Linked DNA regions of Gossypium hirsutum: region 1 is linked to region 2. Evidence: chromatin contacts called from public Hi-C data. All regions are on one chromosome and are shown on one strand. The core of a region is the stretch at or near the end of the contact, and the rest is flanking DNA. Distances in the headings are between cores, read along the strand shown. Region 1 has its middle 100 kb from the start of LOC107897836. Region 2 has its middle 60 kb from the start of LOC107897835.

Region 1 (4,949 bases), core at 768-3,267, 220 kb after region 2:
GTCATAGGATAGATTGAGTATGGGTTACTTTGGCTACGTGTCGAAGAATGTTGGGCACAAATTTTACTTCGGTTATACCGATGAGCGCTAGATGCAATTTATTTACTTAGGATTTTTCGATGAGACACTAGGTGCCAAAATTGGTGTGTTGGTTGGATTAATGTATCTGTTCGAGTTCGAGTTAGGTCAATAGGGATTTTAAATGTAAAATTAATAATCACAAATGAAATTGATGGATAATGTGAAAAATTATGTAAATCGAATTATAAGCACGAAAGATTGGTATGAAATTGAGACAAATCGATCAGTTCGATTCGAGATATGTTGTGATAGTGTATGATACTCCTATACTAGTTAATTGAACTTGAATGGAATAATTCATATAGTGGAATGTACATTATAACATGTTGTTTGACATTGGTATTGAATGGCCTTTCTATGAAGTGTTTTTAATTGATTTAAGTTGTATTATAATGTTTGATTATAGAAAAACCACTGAGTTTATTACTCAGCGTACGTTTTGTTTTTGTGCATGGGTTAGGTTTCAAGTGAAATTTCGAACAATGACTTCAGTATCCAAATAGAATCCAGACTCAACAATGTTAGTGAATCCCCTTTTTATTTTGTTAGTTGGCATGTACCTAGTGGAGTCACCTTAATATTTTGTTATGTTTAGGATTGTTGAATTTGAAATTAGTATATGATTATAAACATGTATATACTAAGTTGGTAATTGAAGTTCGGTATAATTTGATTATATGTGCTAATGTTGATGTATGAAAATTGATAGATTAATGATATGTTAGGTATATATATATTGAGCTTGGTAGGAATTTAAGCATTGAAAAATTGCTTAGTTTGATTGAATGGTATTATTTGGTTAATTAATAGAAATAGGGTATAAGTATGTTATTGAATGTATAACAATGTGTCTATGATCCTAGTTGAAATGGTACAAGGATAAATTGTTGATGCATAGTTAAAGATGACATGCTTTGATATTGGTTAGAATGCATATAAGGCATATAGAATGCATATAAGGCATATGAATTGGTATTTAAGATGTGAATTGGTATGGTTTAATAATGGATTGGAATGAGGTAGGTACCAAATGCAGAATTTGAAAATTGTCTATGAGTTATCGATGTTTTAGGAAGGGTATTGATACTTTAGTATTTTTTTTTCAAAACATCGAACTGTAAAATAGTATCGATACAAGGGTAAAGTATTGATACTTTGTAGAAGGTACCGATACTTTAAAAAAGTTATTGATACCTTTGATTTTTGTTCAATTTTTCTAAACTTCAAAGCTCAAATTAGTATCAATACCAAGTAGGGGTATTGATTCTTGATTTGAAATTTTATAAAATATTACAATTTGACCCTTTTTCTCATTAACCTACTTGGTACCTTATCAAATGAAGAAGATAATGGAAATAAAGTAAAAGGTTTTTTTCTAGCAAGATTTAATGGAACAAGATTTACTCACTTCTCCAGTAGTATGACACCTTATTAATGCTTTTAACTCAATTTTTCATTGTTGAAAAAAATTGCACTTTAAGTCCCCTTACTTCTTAAATTTTATAATTTAGTCCTGAAATTGAATTCCATGAAATTAAAACATATTATAAGTCATCCTTATGTCCTTGGCTCTTATTTTCTCAACTTGATCAAATTACATTGTAGCCCTCTAATTTTTCAAAATTTATAATTTGGTCCCTTTGTACCAAAATCTCATATTTTCACAATCATTCTCTCAAATTTCCTCTTCTAAAAATCAAAGCGATTCTTTAAGACTTCATTTATAGAACTTGTTTTCAAATTCTCTTCAAAATTTCATTGTATTGAGTCTCAGAGCAGTACCATTTACTGTACCAAAAATTTGGAGTGTTACACAAGTGATTGAAATGTCGAGGTTCCAAATGAGGAAAATAAACCAGGCTAACAAAGAGAGACCAAGGTTGCCGTACGGACAAAAAGCATGTGTCTTCGAAATGTTTGGACCGCTTCAAGGTTCCCAGGATCCCTAAAGTATTGACTATTGCAACGAGGGGTCAGTGCCCTAGGCACGAAAGGCGCCTATTGCATGACAACTCGGTTGGCTTCCAGAGTTGACAAACTCTTCGGCCTCTTCTATGGATGAGAAGCTTCGGGGTATATCTTGGAAAGTTACTTCCTAAGCTTGGCAGGGAGAAACCTTCGATGGAGAGTTGATTCCCAAACTTTCCACCATTTCATACGCTCAAAAGTAAGCTGTCATGTTGCTTAATTATTTCCTACCAAATCGCTGTCGTTTCAACATTGTAAAAGTCCAGCCTACCTTGCCTGTGAAAACGAAAATGAACCACTCACCTGACAAGACAAGATCAGTCCCTAATAATTTTATCCCGTTCTCAATTATCAAACATATATAAATGAAAAGGAAGATGGCAAAAGCAAATATCATCAACCATATAACATTCAGAGCAAATCAAAGAATTTTTGGTAATGGGTATTGCCATACAATGCCTTAATTGTGCCTAAAAATTAATAGTAAAAAAAAAAACATTACATCTTTTTCCACCAAAAATTAAAAACAATAGACAATGAAAGCCAATGACACTATAACCAAATTTCTTAGCACATCACAAGTCATTCTTCCCCCCCCCCCCCTTTTTGTAACATTTTACAAAGCTACGGATCCTATACTTAGTTACAAAAATAATACAACCCCCAGGTAACTCAAACAAGCTCATCTTACCATTCATCGACTGTTTCGAAAGAAGTTGAGATCCCAGCGACGCATCAAACCATCCATGATGTTATTAGAGGGGTTCCTTACAACTGTTACAGTGGCTTTTGTGCTACCTGACATGTCAGCATCAGATGAACTTTGGGTACTTGCTGATGAATCAGTTCGAGCACAGGATGTGCTCACTGTTTCCTCGGTTGACGGAGCTCTATCAAATGCACGTCCCAAAGATGACACGCTAGTATCAGGGGATGCATGCTCCAGGCCAACATTGGAGCCATTGATTACTAAGGTGGATTGTGTCTCAAAAGGTACCTGATCATGTACCACTTGAGTGGAAGTGGATTCTAGAGGCAAGGAACTGGACTTTTCCGTGGTGGAACAAGTATCCCTGCCATTTATTTCATCTTTCTTTGCAGACTCTGAAGAATCAGCACAAGCCTTGGCTTGCTCTTCTGTCTGAGGTTGTCGCATATCTAAGTCCTTTAAGGACTCAATTATGGCTTCCATAAACATCTGAACCCATCAATAAAAAACTGATGAAGGGTTATAAGTTGATTAAATAGCCATGAATTGTTTTGGACATAATGAAAGATGAGAGTTTTAACTCACCCTCTCTTCTTCCTCCACATTACATGGGAAGCCTGTCAAGTCATCCAGTTGATATTCTACGTACTGATCATCATCCATTGTTGTTGCCACATGTGGGTCAAAGGGATGACCATTGGATAATTCGAAACTTATCATATTGGATGATGATGAACCATTATCAACGGTATCTTTATCCTGCAGTAAATACGATTTGTCAGTGACACCTTTATCTTCCTCCCTCCCACATCATATGACAATATGATTACAATTCTAGTGACACCGCCAACAAGTCTTTAGTGCAGCATCCATTTATAGAACTTTTTCCTTTGCATTGCCCAAAGTTGGAAAATACAGGGACGGGGGAATACCTGACATCCAGGGAGATGTTCTTCAGATGGTATATCAGAAGGAACCTGGGCATAATCGAAGCCACAGATATTAGGCACAAGTAAAAAAAAAAAAAAAAAGTTTCATCTCTTCCAAAGTTAAGATGATAAACCATAAACAATGATAAAGCATAGAACTGTTTACAATGATTTCAAATTCATGACATTGTTTTTCCTTCATATTCTTCTTAAGTTTAGAAGTCTGTTTCAAATGAAAAACAAAATATTAGGCTCTGTTTAGTTTCAAGAAATAAAAGCCATTTTCCTTTTCGTTTTTTTTTTAAATAAAAAAGATAGAGAAAAACATGTTTGGTTGAAAATTTTAAAAAGAAAATTTAAGAAATGAAATGAAGATAAATGAAATTAGAAATCAATAAAAGGTTATTTCCAAATTTTCTCTGGAAAAATTGAAAACAAGAGTTTTAAACATTAAATAAACTGATCCTGACTCAAACCCATTTAAACACAAAAATTCAAATCTATTACCCTGATTAAAATCTATACAAATTTAGGAATTTTTCTTTTCTTTAATTTCTCATGTTTTTATCATAGAAAATAGGTACCAAACATATTTTTAATGTTTTCACTATTGAAAACAAAAATTTATTTCTATTTGCCAAATGTATTTTTCCATTTTTAAAAAGTAAACTGAATTATTTTTTGAAAATAAAAAAAAAATTCAGAAACCAAATGGAGCCTTATTCATCCATGCATGTATCCAGATTTTCATTAAATTGCATTACCACTTGAAATGCAGTAAATTTGAAGATGAATGAAGAAAATATTTACAGCCCATTCTTGAGAAACGACAATAAATAAAGAAACTAAACTGACCTCTGTTCGACTCATAGGTCTTTTGGAACGAACTTGGTTAATGGCATCTGATGTGCTGCTAGTTGCTGGAAACCAGTAAGAGAACCAACGCAATACAATATCATTAACAGGAGTAGCAAAACTTGGCATTTAAGGGAGAAACACAAGGTACACTGGTAATACCTTTAGATGCAGTTGATGAATCTGGGAAAAAGCCTACTTCAGGGATGGCCCAAGTACCCTGAATGTAAATTAGTTAGCAAAAGATTGTCAGATATGACATCAGGGACTTCTAATAAAAATTACGACCACCTTATCCTCATCTTAATTTTAGAGTTCAGCTTACCTTACCAAAATAATCATGTATTGAATCATAAAGTGTTGCCCCCACCTCATCCTCGGGAGGTTGCAGGACATTGTGAAAAAAG
Region 2 (5,393 bases), core at 925-3,424:
AGACACATTTAACATGTTCAGATTATAACATATTTATTATCTTGAGCTAAATTAACTAAATTAACTAAACGCATCAATTACTTATTCCAGCAACTGAAAATGCATAAATTAAAAGAGATAGAATCGAGCTTAATGAGCTACGAATGAGCTAGATCGTCTCATAGGAGGTTGCAAGGCATTCTTGTGGAACTTGTCCAAGAGCGTTCGATGTGCCCCACAATGGTTTCACCCCACACTTGATCAACTAGAGCCGAAATAGCCTCCTTGAAGCTCTTGGCTCAAGCTCGAGTTATAGACCCTAAGGACAGCTCCAAAGGTTCCTTGTCAGCTCTTGGTGAGTCTCGGATCTTGGCCGTATCACTTTACAATTTAATCCAAGCTCAATCTAGACCCATTAGCTAAAAAAACGACAACAATAAGTACTCTACTCTAGAATTAGAATTTCAAATATTAAATTCACCACCCAAAAAAGTATTTCTTTTTAAACCTTACATTATATTATCAAATTTTCATGAAATTCAATATTAAAAATTTCAAGTCATTAAACAACTCGCTCAATTCTCCGTGTTGTACTGTAATATCAATGATCATTATTGACATGGGCCACCACATTAGATTTACAAAAGTTAACTAAACGACAGTTAATGGCCATGTTAGCAAGACCATTAGAATTTAATGGTCACTCATTAAATCTAACAGACAAAAGGTTAAGTGATGAACTTTGTAGAGTGAAAGACTTAATTGGGTGTAAAAGATTTAGATGAAATTAATTGATGTTTTGAAAATATTTGGAGGGCTTTTATTAGTATTAAGCCAAAAAGAAAAGCTTAACTCACGATTTAACGCTTAAAGTATACCTTTTTTACTTGTATGATAGTTAAATATTTTTTGGTCCAATTTGGTACCTAAAGTATCATTATGTTGTAGTATTTAGTCCATTTTACTAACGTAAGTTAAAAAAATGGTGACCAATCAAATCCAACTACATCTTTCTTTTATAAAAATATATAATTTTTTTATTAAATATATATAAACCAATGTTTTTTAAACTGGATAATTGGTCAAACTGGTCAGGCCACCGGTCCGCTGGTTTGACCAATCCAATCGGTCTTATTAAAAAATTATTAAAAATTCAAAAAAATTGAAAAATTTTAAAAATCCTAATTCAATCGATTTTTAGTTGGTTCAACCAGTTTGTACCGATTCTCGATCTAACTAATTCAAAGTCATTTTCTAGACCAATTCTTAGTCTGACCAACTAGTTTGGTCTGGTTCAAACAACAATGATATAAAATTTTAAAAATATAAAAATAAATATATAAAAAAATATTGAAAATCTAAAAATTGTAAAAAAATAATTAAATTTTTTAACAAAATTTTAAGAATCATTTGGGTATTTCTTTATCTTTTATCTTATCCTCCTTCATCAAAACTATCTCATTTGATAATTCTTCATCTTCATTTGGGTAATTCTTCGCCATCAAATCTTTGTTATTCATCATCATCCTAATACCAAAAAGAAAAATCCACTAATTCCATTAAATAATTTAATGTTTTTAATTCTTAAACTAAAAAATTATGGGTTACACTTTGAAGAAGAAGAAGATACCATAATCTAGTTTTCTATATGCTTTATTTTTGTCAAGTCCTCAATTGCTAACACTAACTAACAAGTGCTTGTTACCGAAACAAGAAAATCAAAAAGGGAAAAATCAACACAAAGAAGAAAACTCATATTATTTGGTTTTAGGGTTCAATGAGCTCCAAGCCTTCATTTGGAATCCGAACGGTGAAAAGAAAGACACACCGTGTGATAAATTATCTTGCTCGATGTTTGTGAAAAGAACATAGACTATGGTTTAGGGAAAATTCAATATTTTTAGGAAAATTAATAATTAAAAAAACCAATAAATAATCTAGTTAGTCAATTTTATTTTAACGTCTGTTACAAAAATGAACTAAAAACCATAACAGAATATTTTTTTTTGAATAATATAACTGGGCTCTTTATTAATAGAATAAAATTCAATGCCCAAATTAACATTTGGGCTCAGGTCCGACTGCCAATACAAGCAAAACAATAACCTAAATTGGGCATCCCTATTACCTAGTCCATTTCGAAACAAAGATGATAAAATAATAATAAAGAATAAATGATGGAATAAAACAAAAGGAAATCAAAGGGAAATCTCCCAGTCACATCTAACAGCCTGGCCATTTAATGCATTACTCGTCCTTTCATGTCCCAATAACCACGCCTTTGCAGATAGCAATTCCCAAAAATATCAAAAACTTTGCTACCCTTAACGACTCTCTTCTCCTTTCCCATTCATCTTTAATCCAGAGATTCTCTCCATCTTGCCTCTAGGTCTGCTGCTTTGTGGATTGTCATTTCCCCTACCAGGTATGAGTCCTCCCTTCTCTCTAACGCTTCTTTTGCTAGATTATAGGCTTCAATGTTCTTCAATCTATGGATAAACTGGAAAGTGACATCTTGAACCTTGGATTTTCTAGTCTGTATGTCATAAATAATCGCTCCAAGAACCGACTTGTCCATGTCTGTCGATTGGCATTTTTGAATGACTGTTTTCGAATCCCCCTCTATTGTTGCTATTGTTAACCCCATTTCTATTACTAATTTAATGGCATCTAATCCTGCGAGGGCTTCTGCTGCGAATAGAGTGGGGATATCCTTATGTATAACTGACTTTGAGGTTTTTAAAACGCTCGTCTGGTCTCGAACGACTATACTTGAGGTCGATCTATCATTTCTTCTGTCAAAAGCGGCATCAAACTGAACTGTGATGCCCTCTGTCGCCCCAGTATGACCGTTGGCCCTTCTGGTAGAAAAGGTGAGTGTTTTCATTCGGATCCCATCCAGCTCTGTTATGTAACTGCTGACTTTCCTCGCTAAATCCCTAACTGATATGTTCTTCTTTTGATGTACGAGCTGATTTCAGGAATTCCATATGCACCATAACGCACAGCAAAAGGACCGACATTGCTCCATTGTACTCCTTTCAAAAACCTAGGTTAGCCATTCCTAGAAACTTTGATTTCTATGAACTATAGTCCAAGAGAGATTGATGAGATGCCATATTTCACTGATTGCAGGACAAAGTCTAAAGATATGGCTACTGTCTTCCTCTTCGAGTCTACACCGAGGACACCGAACATTTTCTGTTACTTTCTTGAATCTTAGATTTCTAATGAAGGAATGTAGTTTCAGGAGATTCGCCAAACTAGTATCTTAATTTTACTTGGTAGTTGTAAATCCCATAGTTTTCTATAGAAGTTTTTTGTTTCGGGCTGTAATAAATAAATATTAGGATTCAAGCTAGAATAATGTAATAGTTTATAGGCGCTTCTTACTGAGAACTCCCCTGAAGGTTCCTCCATCCACACCTGAAAGTCTATATGTTCTATCTCTGCTAAAGGAATCTTCAAAAATTTTTGCGCTATGTCCGATTGAAAGGTATTGTTGATCAGATCTCGCTTCCAAGTCCTGCTAGTACTATTGATTAAATTCGAAACTAATAATACTTCACTGTTTGTCTCTCTTCTCGGCCTACCAATGGCTTCACACCTAGGAATCCAACAATCAGTCTAGACATCAATCTCAGTCCCTCGTCCAACTTTCCAACACAGCCCATTCTGAATGAGCCCTCGTGCTTCCCAGATGCTCTTCCAAGTATACGAAGGTAACCAACCCAACTATGAGTTTAAAAAGTTTGATTGTGGAAAATATTTGGTTTTAAGAACTCTGGCTAATAATGAACTCGGATTGTTAATAAGGTGCCAACCCTGCTTAGCTAATAACGTAACATTAAATTGGCAAAAATTTTGAAAACCCATGCCTCTATCTTCTTTCAAAGAACACATATTTCTCCAAGAACACCAATGAATTCCTTTCTTCCTGCGCCCCTTTTGCCACCAAAACTTGGCTACAATGCCTTCCATTTCATCACATAATATCTTTGGTAATAAAAAATAGGCCATTAAGTAAGTCGGTATCGCTTGTAAAACTACTTTGATAAGTATCTCCTTTCCACCTTGTAAAACTACTTTGATAAGTATCTCTTTTCCACCTTGAGATACTAATCTCATACTCCCAATTATCAATATGTTGTTTTAGTCTGTCCTTCAATGCTTAAAAAGATTATTTTTTTCCTTCTCCCTACTAAGCTTGGCAGCCCTAAATACCTTTCTAATTCATTGGAGCTCTGAATTCCCAATTGGGTGACCACTATCTGTCTAACTTCCTTAAAGACTGATGATTTTTCAAAATTTACGCACTGACCTGAGCTATTTTTATACTCTCGCAAAATCTGCTTGATTGTACATACTCCCCTTCTTGTTGCTTCTTCAAACAATATGCAGTCATCAGCAAAAAGTAAATGGGACACCCTAGGGCCACTTCTACTAGCTTTGACACCTTTTATAACTCCTTCTCCAGTAGCCATTCACATTAGGCTTGATAGACCTTCCCCACATATCAAAAGTAAAAATGGGCTTAATGGATCTCCTTGCTTAAGTCCTGTTGTTGGATAGAAAATATCTCATTTATTACCATTAACTACTGTTGAATAAGAAACACTAGATATGCATTTCATAATAGATTCAATTCATTTTTGAGCAAATCCTATTCTACTCATGATTTCTTGAATAAAATTCCATTCTACTCTATCATAAGCCTTACTTATATCTAACTTGACTTCCATAAATCCCTTCTTCCCCCTTTCTTTTCTTTTATCGAGTGTAAAATTTCATAGGCCACTAGTGCATTATCTGTTATAAGTCTCCCTGGCACGAATGTGCTCTGTGCTTCATCAATACATTTATCAATAACTCCTCTAAATCTATTTGCTATCACCTTTGCCACAATTTTATAAAACATAGACTAATTGGCCAAAAATGAGTCAGATGAGAAAGATTAATAATCTTTGGGATAAGCACAATCTGGGTTGCATTAATTGGACTAACCTTCATTTCTCCATTCAAATGATTTAGGCAAAAGGAAACAACACCACTCCCAACGATATCCCAACATCTTTGGTAAAAAGGGCTGGAAATCCATCTTTCCCTGGTGCCTTTGTGGACCCCATCTCAAACAAAGCCCCCCTAATTTCCTCTCCCTTGTAAGGCGTTAAAAGCTTACTATTATCTTCATCAGAGATACATCATTTAATACCCAAAAAAAAATGCTCATTAAAAGTAGTCCTCCCTGCTTTGAATAAATTCTCAAAATACACCCGTGTAATGCCCTCCATTTCTCGAACATCTTCCATAACCTCTCCACTATCATTCTGTAGCTTCTTAATCTAATTCTTCCTCCTCCTTTGTGTTGCATGACTGTGAAAAAAAAGCTGTGTTCCTATTGCCAAGTTGCAACC

The links. Hi-C and Micro-C count contacts between places; a contact is called where the count stands out from the background.
Region 1: a Hi-C map of hypocotyl shows a contact between it and region 2, with 5 times the contacts expected there. The contact joins two enhancer-like sites. A contact is called at or near these places in 12 of 34 Hi-C or Micro-C datasets (anther, callus, hypocotyl and 2 more).

Annotation. Positions count from the first base shown.
Region 1 is chrA10:51,657,709-51,662,657 of Gossypium_hirsutum_v2.1, forward strand. No RefSeq gene overlaps it. Among protein-coding and RNA genes, the nearest start is that of LOC107897836, 100 kb to the left of the region's middle. Within about 2 kb of position 2,018, at least 2 of the 9 cell types and tissues checked have an H3K27ac peak or open chromatin away from gene starts, as enhancers often do. A contact at or near this core is called in hypocotyl, where this site is marked.
Region 2 is chrA10:51,437,502-51,442,894 of Gossypium_hirsutum_v2.1, forward strand. It overlaps the pseudogene LOC107897834. Among protein-coding and RNA genes, the nearest start is that of LOC107897835, 60 kb to the right of the region's middle. Within about 2 kb of position 2,175, at least 8 of the 9 cell types and tissues checked have an H3K27ac peak or open chromatin away from gene starts, as enhancers often do. A contact at or near this core is called in hypocotyl, where this site is marked.